Regions from separate parts of the Callithrix jacchus genome. Here region 2 is linked to region 1. The links are chromatin contacts, called in public Hi-C maps. All regions are on one chromosome and are shown on one strand. The core of a region is the stretch at or near the end of the contact, and the rest is flanking DNA. Distances in the headings are between cores, read along the strand shown. Region 1 overlaps ARHGAP35 (Rho GTPase activating protein 35). Region 2 overlaps ARHGAP35 (Rho GTPase activating protein 35).

Region 1 (5,448 bases), core at 943-3,442:
GAGACTGTCTCAAAAAGAAAAAGGAAAGAAAAATGTATAGAATATGTATATATGTATATATACTCTATATATTTTCAGAAAAAGTCATTTTGGTGAGACACCACAACAGAACTATGTTATATCATAACCTTTGACCAGCGTATTATTATAGAAGGTTTTCTCTATGATAAAGCTTTTGCCACTCTGCCTTTCACAAAGGAACAGAGAACAGAGTTACTTGTCTAAAAGTATTGCAGGGACCTTTGAAAAGAAAGGTTGCCAGAAACTTTTATTATTACAAAACATACCAAATCAGAAGGCTCTAGAATCCAAGCTGTCTTGAGAGCTGACAGTCCTGACAACTGTGTTGTAAAATATATCACGGAGGCCAGTTTGGCAGTCCCGAGGGCCCTGAGAGATGAAGGAACAGGGTGCCATCACCCTCCCAAGGAAATTGCATCCACTTTGTGTTCCCCCGTAGTGGAGAGTGCTCCTGCATCACCGCTGTCCAGGAGCTTCCGGAGTTTTCTCACCTGTGCAGTGTGAGAAAGGGCAGAGTGGTTCTGTTCTCCTCCCTGCCTGTGCTGACTATTTTTTTCTGAGACAGAGTTTTGCTGTTGTCGCCCAGGCTGGAGTGCAATGGCGCAATCTCGGCTCACTACAACCTCCGCCTCCTGGATTCAAGCGATTCTCCTGTATCAGCCTCCCAGGTTGCTGGGATTACAGATGCCCGCCGCCATGCCTGGCTAATATTTTGTATTTTCTTTTTTTTCTGAGACAGAGTCTCCCTCTGTCTCCAGGCACCAGGCTGGAGTCTAGTGGTTGGAGCCCACTGCAACCCCTGCCTCCTGGGTTCAAGCAATGCTCCTGCGTCAGCCTCCCAAGTAGCTGGGATTACAGGTGCATGCCACTACGCCCAGCTAATTTTTGTATTTTTTAGTAGAGACGGGCTTTCACCATGTTGGCCAGGATGGTCTTGAACTCCTGACCTCAGGTGATCCACCTGCCTTGGCCTCCCAAAGTGCTGGGATGACAGGCGTGAGCCATTGCACCCGGCCTGTGCTGACTAATAATGAATACCACAGGCATCCTCTTGTTTGATTTTCCTTTGCCTGGCTTTTCTCCGTGGAGTCCTTTGTCTGCCTCCAGTGTTTTCTCCTCCAAAGGCTGGTAGAGCCAGACCTGCAGAAAGCAGCCTGACCTGCCTCCAGTATTTTCCCAGAGCCCACCTATTTAATGATACTGGAATCCAAACATTTTGAACCTTTCTTCTCTTCCTCCTCCTCTTCGAATGAAGACTGTTGCCAGAAAAGCTTAAAAATGCTGACAGTCTTGTAATTTGTGGGGGTGTTTGCACACCTGGGAATTAGGAAGGTGGCATAATAGCATAGTGAAATATAACCATATTCTGACTTCTAGCTCCATTTTTAAGACTTACTGAATGATGCCTTAAAAACATATTTCCATTTCCATGCAAGCCAAGCTTTCAAGAGTACACACTGTAGTGGAGGCTCAGCAGAAAACAGCTGGTCACGGTGCGCCTCTGAGATGGCTGTGTTCATGCTGCTAGTGAGCACTTCCTAACCTGAGACTTCCTTCCCCGGGTTGCTGGGTCAGCTGCAAGAAGTGGTCGGCTTCCGGTCTATCTTTAGCTATGTGGGCCACACCCCTTCAGGTCAAATAAAATGATACTTCTGGCCCAAGATCAGTAGCGTGCCAGAAGTCAGTTATGGTGTATCCTTTGGAAAGAGTGACTAGAAGGTGGACTTTTCTTTCACTGCCCTGGGAAATGGTGCTTTGAAATGAGGTTAGTTGCTTTGTTATCCCAGCGCAGAGATGAGCAAATCCTTTGCCCCTAGAGCAAACCTCCTAGTAAAATTGCTGCAGTTGGGAACACAGACTGGCACTTGTTTGACTGGAAAAGCAAGATACCGTCAGGGCAAAGAAGGCCAAGTCAACCCCTATGTGGGGGATTTGGATGTTGATTTTTATTGGCATGACAAAGCACTACAATATTTATCTGAAGGGAGGGGGCAGCCAGGGCCTCGGATTTCTGTTGGTAATGGAAAATACACTCAGTACCTCTTGCGTGCCAGACACCATGGGGGAATGGCACAGACCCTTCTTGCCCAGACCTCGGTCCCCAGTTGAGGCAGTAAGACCTACACAGCTACTGAAAAGCGGTGGCCTGCCCAGGGAAGGCTGTGTGTGGGCATGCTGGGGTAGGTACGTTAGAGCAGGGTGTAGTGCTTAGGAGCCCAGGCTCTGGGAATCTGGGCTACGGTCAGCTCAGCTCCTCCACGTCCTCACTTGGACCTTGGGCACATGAGTCACCTCTCCACATTCTTTCTGTAAAAGAGGGAGCACCTTCCTGATCAGATGTGAGAAGTGAGCACTGGGCATAGTGCATGCCGGGCAGGTGTCAGCTGTTATCATCCAGCTAGACCTCGAAGAACGAGTGGACCTGCGGTCCTGGCATGAGGTGAGGAAGGATTTGAAGGTGGAAATATGCATGTTGTATTCAGAGAAAGGAGAACGCTTGTCTGAGCTAGCTGTGGGCTTGAGGGGCCAACATTATACATCCCTCGGGTGGAAGTTTTAACCCCATGCATTATTGAGCTGCTTTCTTGGTACTTACCCTAGCAACTGCCCTAACAAAAAAGCTATGCTCTGGGTACCAATGTGATACAGAAAACAATCACTCAGTGCTCTTGGTTGGTTTGCTAGATTAGGTCTTTACTGTAAAACTGGAGTCGGAGTGAGGGAATCGCTTTCATTTCTCCTCATGAAAGTGTAGACTGTAAAGCTGACTCTCATTCTGGGTGCTTTTCCCAGCTGAACCATTTAGCAACCCACCCTCATAGTGGGAGCCTTCCGCACTCAGCTGAATGAAATTGAAAATCTACGATTGCACTTCAGCGGGACCATGAATAGTGGCTTTGTCTATAAAGAGCTGTTGTTGCACATGGTCTCTGTCTCCCAGTGCCATGCGTTTGCAAAGAGGAGATCAGGATCGGCAGGGTCTTATTTTAAAGCCAAAAAACAGGCTGGGGAGCCTTGTTCCACAAAGTATGCCTTTTGGGCATGCTGAAATGGCTGCATTCGGTGTGTTTGACTGTGGACTTAGAGAGAAGACATTATTGGCTATTTACCCTTCTATCTGATGTGTTCTTATTTTGGTGCTTAAAAAAAAAAAAAGACAAAACAGAATGATAAAGAAAATCTTTCACTCACTGCAGCAACCACATGACAAGACAACCTATTGAAAAGCTAACCAGTTCAATCATGCATTGTTTGGTCTATAAGGCACCAAGTAACCAGTTTGACAGTTTGTGGCCCCCCTAGTGAATTGGCTTATTTCATTGGATTCAGTGAATTGGCTGGTTGTTGTGGCTTTGTGTGGACACAGCTCTCATTTTGTGAGGCCTAGAACGGAGTTAAAGTTTCTAGTGTGAATAAAAACCAGCTGGGGAATTGGACTGCTTGCTCCCCTGGGAGGGATGTTGCATTTTGACAGACAAGCTGAATGTGATGAAATATGAGCTCTTTGTAACCTGCTCTGGAAAGATTCTCAGTGTGTGCCTCAGAAGTGGTTAGTCCTACTCAATGAGCTTTGAGACTAAATACATACCTTGGTTTTAAAAATGGGGTGGGCACACTTACTTGACGTTGGATTTTATGTTTCCTGAAAAAATTGTGTCTTTTAAATGAGGTACTTTGTCTCCAGAGCACAAGTTCAGTCATTCTTTTAGGAAGGAGACATTCAATTCAGCGTCTGGGCATTTAGTGAGCATTTGTTTTGTGCCCAGCATTGTGCTAAGTGCCCTAGGTGTGGTAGTGACGTTAATCGCGCTTACAGTCTTGGGGACGTTAGGTTTGAAGCATGTACTCGCGTGCATTCTGAATATTACTAGCGGGAAGGTACGTACGGGAAACTAAGGAATTGGGTAACAAAGGAGTTTAACCTAAGCTGAGGTATCAGGAAAGCTCCCCAAGGAAATGATATTAATTAAGGCTGAGACTCTTGAAGCATGAGGGCAAAGGCAGTGAAGATGGAAGCTTTTGTGAAGCTGAAAGAACTTGATGCATTCAAAGCATTCAAAGAAGCTTACCGTGGCTGCTGTGGAGAGGTGAGGGAGACCCAGGCCAAACACAGGCTATGGCTACCATGTGAAGGGTTCTGTGTTTTTGTGCATTTATTGAATACCTACTGTATGCCAGGTGCGTGCCAGGCATTTTCATCAATGTTGTATTTATTCCTCCTCCCAGTGTTAATGAGGCGATGTTTTGCATCCTTGTTTTAGAGGTGAGAGATTCAACTAAGGCTCAGATTCAACACCTTGCCCCAGCTGGTATAGCTACTGAGTGGGAAAGCTGAGATTCTGAACCCCGGTGCTCTGACCCACTTCCCGTGGATTTTTATAATCCATTCTGCAGAAAAGTTGCTAATATTCAACCGTCAGGTGCCTATATTTAGACTACTCAATAAGTCCAGTCGATTTGTTCATTCAAACAAAGGATCTTTGATTATCTGAAAAAAATCCATTTCTCCTCACTGCTCCCTAGAACAGCACGGTGCTGTTTGTTTCCAGCTTCAGAGCCTGGTTGAGTGGAGGACAAAAAAGGCATGGGGACATTGAAATAGCAACTGGAACTTTGAGAAATTGTTTCGAACTGGTGTCACTCGATTCTCAGTTTATTTTAAGCCTGAGGAACTTCTGTAGTGTGTTTTTGGTGAATAAAAATAGACTATCTTTAACTATCTGCCTTAGCTTACAGCACACCTGTTCTTAAAAAAAATTACAATAGGCAACCTAAGTTTGTTTTTCAAAGCACAGGGAATTGTGCTGCTGCCTCACTGAGCCAACTCAGTCTCCTCCACCACCTGGTGCTACTGAAACACCTCTGTGGGGACTCACATTATTCCAGCTTTAGTCAGGAATCACCTTTGCTTATAAGGCAAAGGCCTTCCAAATGGATTTTATCCAGCATTTGAGAGAGGCGAGCAGATAAAAACTGACCCATAGCGCTGGAAATTCCAAATTCAGTGTGTATTGAACTTGAGGCATGTGTTCATGAAAATGTACCTGGAACTAGTGGGCCTTCCTCACTGTTTGTCTCCCAGTCACACTGGCCATGAATTGTCTTCTCAAGGGTGGACCCATGGTCACCAGACTTCCACACCTTTATAGAGCAAAATGCTATGGTCTAAGCTGGGCATGGTGGCTCACACCTGTAATCCTAGCACTTTTAGAGGCCAAGGCAGGCAGATCACTTGAGGTCAGAAGTTCGAGACCAGCCTGGCCAAAATGGCGAAACCCCATCTCTACAAAAAAATACAAAAATTAGCCAGGTGTGGTGGCAGGCACCTATAATCCTACCTACTGGGGAGGCTGAGGCAGGAGAATCGCTTGAACCCGGGAGGCAGAGGTTGCAGTGAGCCAAGATTACACCACTGCATTCTAGCCT
Region 2 (5,448 bases), core at 1,134-3,633, 56 kb after region 1:
CAGTCAGAGGGCTGAAATACCAGTTCCTAGTCCAGGGGGAAGATCTCACCACTCGCACTGGAGGGCTGTCTAGTCTTCCTATGTCACCAAAATATTTTTTAGTGTTTTGTTTGTTTTGTTTTGAGATAGTGTCTCACCCAAGCTGAAATGCAGTGGTATGGTCGTGGCTCACAGCAGCCTTGACCTCTCCCAGCCTCAAACGATCCACCTACCTCAGCCTCCCCAGTAGCTGAGACTACAAGCATGCCACCATGCCTGGCTAATTTTTTATTTCTTGTAGAGATGGAGTCTCGTTATTTTGCCCAGGCTGGTCTCGAACTCCTGGGCTCAGCAGTCCTCCTGCCTTGGCCTCCCAAAGTGCTGGGATTACGGCTGTGAGCCACCACACCTGGCCTGCCAAAGTATTTTTGAGGAAGACCAAGACTGAAAACTTTGTCAAGGAGCCAAGTGCGGTGGCTCACACCCAGAATCCCAGCACTCGGGAAAGCCAACACGGGCAGATCACTTAGGTCAAGAGTTTGAGACCAGCCTGGCCAACGTAGTGAAACCCCATCTCTACTAAAAATATAAAACCTGGCCAGGTGCTGTGGCAGGCACCTATAATCCCAGCTACTTTAGTGCCTGAGGCATGAGAATTGCTTGAACCCAGGAGGGGGAGGTTGCTGAGATCGTGCCATGGCACTCTAGCCTGGGTGATTTTTTCTTTTTAGATGGAGTCACGCAGAGTATGCATGACTCCATCTAAAAACAAAAACAGAACTTTGTAAAGGAACTTATCTGCCTATGGATGCTCGGTAAATGTCTGTTGAAAGAATAAGGTCTTCCTTGCTTTTGTCAGCTATTTTTAAAATGTTTTATGAAAGTCATACATGGCCATGGTTGAAAGATTAAATAATGCATAAGGCTTGTTTACATATAAAAAGCAGCAGTTTTTGGAAGTGCTTTGTTCCTAAAGTATCTGGTGTCTCTTTTGCCTGGTGTGTGACCCCGATTTTATGGACTCATAGAATTCAGGCATTCTGACTGAGGCTTCTCTGGAGGCCTTAGAGCTCTGGCGTATCTTCTAGAATGGCACTTCTCCAAGTGTGGTTCCCTGGCCAGCAGAAGCGGCATCACCTGGCAATGCTTAGAAATGCAGATTCTGAGGCCAGGTGCGGTGGCCCACACCTGGAATCCCAGCATTTTGGAAGGCAAAGGCAAGAGGATTGCTGGAGCCAGGAGTTCTAGCCTGGGCAACAAAGTAAGACCCCATCTCCACAAGAAACATTTAAAAATTAGCCAGGTGTGGTGGCACATGCCTGTAGTTCCAGCTACTCCGGATGCTGAAGTGAGAGGATCGCTTGAGCCCGGGAGGTTGAGGCCACAGTGAGCCGAGATGGTGCCACTGCACTTCAGCCTCAGCCACAGAGCAAGACCTTGTGTACAAAACAAAAACAAAGAAAAATAGTCTTGGACTCCCCTCCAAACTACTGAATGCAAAACTCTGGCTGGACCCCCCCACCACCTGTACCATAACAGGTCCTCCAGGTGACTCTGATGCATGCACACTCCTAGGAACTAGTGATTTCGAGCATAATAGATGAACAACGCTGGCACTAAAGTCCCACAGGATTCAAATCCCATCTGTGTGACTCACTCACTCTCTGACCTTGTACGTTCCTTTACCTCCTGGCCTCAGCATTCCTATCTGTAGAATGGGATAGTAATCAGCAGTCTGGAGGGGTTATTATGAGAACTGCTATAAAAAGGCATGTAAGCACTTAGCATCGTGTGCCTCATGCAGAGTAAGCATTTGATAAATGGCTTATCATTATTGTTATTAGCTAGCTTTTTAAACAGTACCCCAGTCAGATGGTTGTCTGGTGAGAGGAGATTCGAAAACTCTGGTCTGTTTCAGTGAATGACAGCTATGGCTGTTCATGGTTCTATAGAGAGAGAATATTTGCTATTCTGTAATTGCCATTCTTGGTTGTAGCTCTGTCCCCTAGAGCCATTGGAACAAGACTTTTCTACATGGCCATGTTCAGATATTTGAAGATCGTGATCTTGGCTGTTCTGAGCTTTTTCTTGTTCTATTTCCAAAGATTAACTTAAACATAGAAGATATTTTGCTTGTGAAAATGCTGACCAAAAAAAATAAATAAAAAAGATAAAAAATTGAAGATATTTGCAGCGAGTAGGGAGGGCTTTTAAAAAAGGAGAAAAAGAGAAAAGGCCTACTGCCAAGGCTCTGCTTTGGTGATGTGGGTCTTTGGAGATGTCTGGTAGGTAAGGGTGCCTATGGGTTTAAAGTTGAGGCTTTCTCAGATGGACTTGGGGGCCTGCGATAGACTTGATTGGTGGAGGTCACTGCTGGTAAGAATTCTGCCTTCTGCTGTTGGCACATGTGGGCCAGAGTCACCCTAGAGTGTTTACATGTGGGAACACTGGGTGTTCCAGATACAGACGCCTTAATATCTAGCATCTTTGCCTGGGGTCTGCTCCAGGACCCCAGCCCTTTTCCTGCTGCGGTCTCAGGCCTTTGGCAAACTGCCCATGCTCTCTCCAGCATCCTGTTTCTCACCTGCAGCCTTGGTGGTGTCTGCAGCCTGCTCTCAGTTTTTTTAATCTTTTTAAAATTGATGTCTAATTAGTAGCTATGATAAATTGCACTAGCCGAGCAAATGCTACCTCCCCTAAATTACGCCATGGTATTGTGTACGACAGCAGCAGGGCTGCTATTTTAAAATGGGATTGCGTAAAATAAACATGTGCCCAGATGACAGGAAGTACTAAACTGATGATTAACTGATGCTCCGGCTCGGCCTCGTGGCTTCCAGTGCTTCCATTTCTGTGACGATCCATCTAGTGAGGTTTCAGCAGGTCCGCACCACTGATAATTGCCAGATCACTCATTTGGAGTTTGTCTCCTGGCCTCTGATGCCGGGGCTGGTGGCCATTAGGAGGCAGTGCAGAGCAGTCCTCAGTCCCACCGAGGGTCAGGGTTGCCAGAAAGTGAGCCGACGCGGCCCTCGGCTGGCTGGGTCTTCTGCAGCTGGGAGACTGCCTCTCTGCAATGGGACTCGGGAACAGCGACATGGCTGCATTATTCCGGACTCTTGAGACTTGTGCCGTTGGTCCTATCATTTTCTTTGTATTATGGAGGCTGACACTGAGGGAAAGGGAAAAATCACTTAGCTTTAGTTTAGTTTTTCAAATTAGGAGATGAAGACTGGCACCTGCTGACACATACGCAAGGCATGCCTACATTGTCCTGAGAGTAGCTGAGAAAAGAGTCCATGGAAGAATTACTGACTAGGGCTGGTGAGCAGGGTCTCGACAGCACAGCAGGTAGGGGTGTGCCGTCTCAAAAGCTGCCCGGGTGCTTAGGCCAGATGGCTTCACCCAAGTGTAGTATTGCTTCCGGGAGCGGGGGGCACTGTGGTCTGGACCCCAGCCTGTTGGATTAATAGGACACAGCAGAAGCCTGAGCCCGGTGTCTCCTGGAATGGTAAGGAGGCAGGACGGTGGCAGAGGCCCTCGACTCAGACCACACTGCCTCTAGCAGCTGTGATCTGGGGCAAGGACTTCTTTCTAAACCTTAGTTTTCTCATCTGTATTCTCCACCCACCCAACAGCTCCTCCCATGAGGTGTGGGAGATTAAATGGCATCATCATTCATTCAATAAACAAGCCGGCCAGGCACGGTGGCTCACGCCTGTAATCCCAGCACTTTGGGAAGCCGAAGTGGGTGGATCATGATGTCAGGAGTTTGAGACCAGCCTGGCCAGTATGGTAAAACCCCATCTCTACTGAAAATACAAAAAATTAATGGCCAGGCACAGTGGCTCAAGCCTGTAATCCCAGCACTTTGTGAGGCCGAGGCGAGTGGATCACGATATCAAGAGATCGAGACCATCCTGGTCAACATGGTGAAACCCCGTCTCTACTAAAAAAAAAATACAAAAAATTAGCTGGGCATAGTGGCGCGTGCCTGTAATCCCAGCTATTTCAGAGGCTGAGGCAGGAGAATTGCTTGAACCCAGGAGGGGAGGTTGCGGTGAGCCAAGATCACGCCATTGCACTTCAGCCTGGATAACGAGAGCAAAACTCCGTCTCAAAAAAAAAAAAAAAATTAGCTGGGGTGTGGTGGCGTGCATCTGTAGTCCCAGCTGCTCGGGAGGCTGAGACAAGAGAATTGCTTGAACCCGGTAGGCAGAGGTTGCAGTGAGCCAAGATCACACCACTGTACTCCAGCCTGGGCTACAGAACAAGACTCTATCTCAAAAAAAAAAAAAAATTAGCCAGGTGTGGTAGCATGTGCCTATAATTCCAACTACTTGGGAGCTGAGGCAGAAGAATTGCTTGAACCTGGGAGGCACAGGTTTCAGTGAGCCAAGATTGCACCATTGCGCCACAGCCTGGGCAAGAGAGCAAGACTCCGACTCAAAAAAATAAACAAGCCAACGGTGGATGGCTACAAAGCGCCTAGCTCAGTGCACAGTGTGTAACCACTCTGGTTTAGAAAGTGCCAGCACTCCTCGCAGGCGAGGACAGCAGTGGCAGCTCCTTCGTAACTAGGTGTTGCGTGGTGGGATGTCCCTGGCGTTGGTCCATTAACCTCCGTTTCTCTGGGGGGAAAAGCCTTGGTCAGTTAACAGCCTTTAAGCCAGGGAATTGATGCCTCTTGCTCCAGTGTTGTTGAAGTCTGAAGAAGTCTGGGAACCCAGAAAACAAGCAGGCCATTTGCTTTGATCTTGCCTGATGGCTGCCTCTCCAGAGGCAGCAGTGACAATGATAACCGACACGTGGCTCTCGGGAGCCTGACTGACTCCAGGGCCCGGTGCTCTCCACTGTCCACACTGTTTCTGGTGTTCAGTGATGGCTTCTTCTCTGCGCCTTCAGCAAGACAGTCTCTCAAAGCCAGTCTTCAGGTGGGACCCAGGGTTGCTTTAGCCATGAGGTCCCATGTCCGTTTTCACAGTGACTTCACCATCCTTTAGACGAAGTCCTTTAGATCTTGATGGCACACAGTGGACCTCCTCTGCCAGGACAGGGCGAGTGGAATGAGTGCTTGGAATCCACTCTAAGCTGAACAGGCTCCTCGGCCCAGGGGAGGATGGGGAGGGAGTGGGAGTCCATCCTTCACTTGATATTTTATTCTAACTTACTTAATCAACTTTTACTACTTTTTTTTCTTATATCACACTGTATACCAAATAAGATCCAGAATGAACACAGAATGAAATGATTTTTTTAACTGATAAAAAGAACAAGAAGGAAAAACTGAATAGCTGATATACGAATAGGAAAAACCTATTCTGAGCATAAAAACAAAGGAAGGCATAAGGAAAATGACTGGTCTTGAAAGCCTAACATTTTTGAATTACGGACTTCAACCGATTCAGTAAACAAAATTAGAAGACAGATAAGAAAAAGGAAAAATGTAAACATATGTAACGTTGAGAT

Evidence for each region. A called contact is a pair of places that touch in the nucleus more often than the background predicts.
Region 2: a contact with region 1 is called in a Hi-C map of skeletal muscle, with 1.9 times the contacts expected there. The contact joins two enhancer-like sites. A contact is called at or near these places in 3 of 3 Hi-C or Micro-C datasets (induced pluripotent stem cells and skeletal muscle).

What each region holds. Positions count from the first base shown.
Region 1 is chr22:40,895,584-40,901,031 of calJac240_pri, forward strand. All of the region lies in intron 3 of ARHGAP35 (Rho GTPase activating protein 35), which reads left to right. Among named protein-coding and RNA genes, the nearest start is that of ARHGAP35, 65 kb to the left of the region's middle. Within about 2 kb of position 2,193, at least 4 of the 16 cell types and tissues checked have an H3K27ac peak or open chromatin away from gene starts, as enhancers often do. A contact at or near this core is called in skeletal muscle, where this site is marked.
Region 2 is chr22:40,951,013-40,956,460 of calJac240_pri, forward strand. The region is part of intron 4 of ARHGAP35 (Rho GTPase activating protein 35); the gene reads left to right. Among named protein-coding and RNA genes, the nearest start is that of NPAS1, 35 kb to the right of the region's middle. Within about 2 kb of position 2,384, at least 4 of the 16 cell types and tissues checked have an H3K27ac peak or open chromatin away from gene starts, as enhancers often do. A contact at or near this core is called in skeletal muscle, where this site is marked.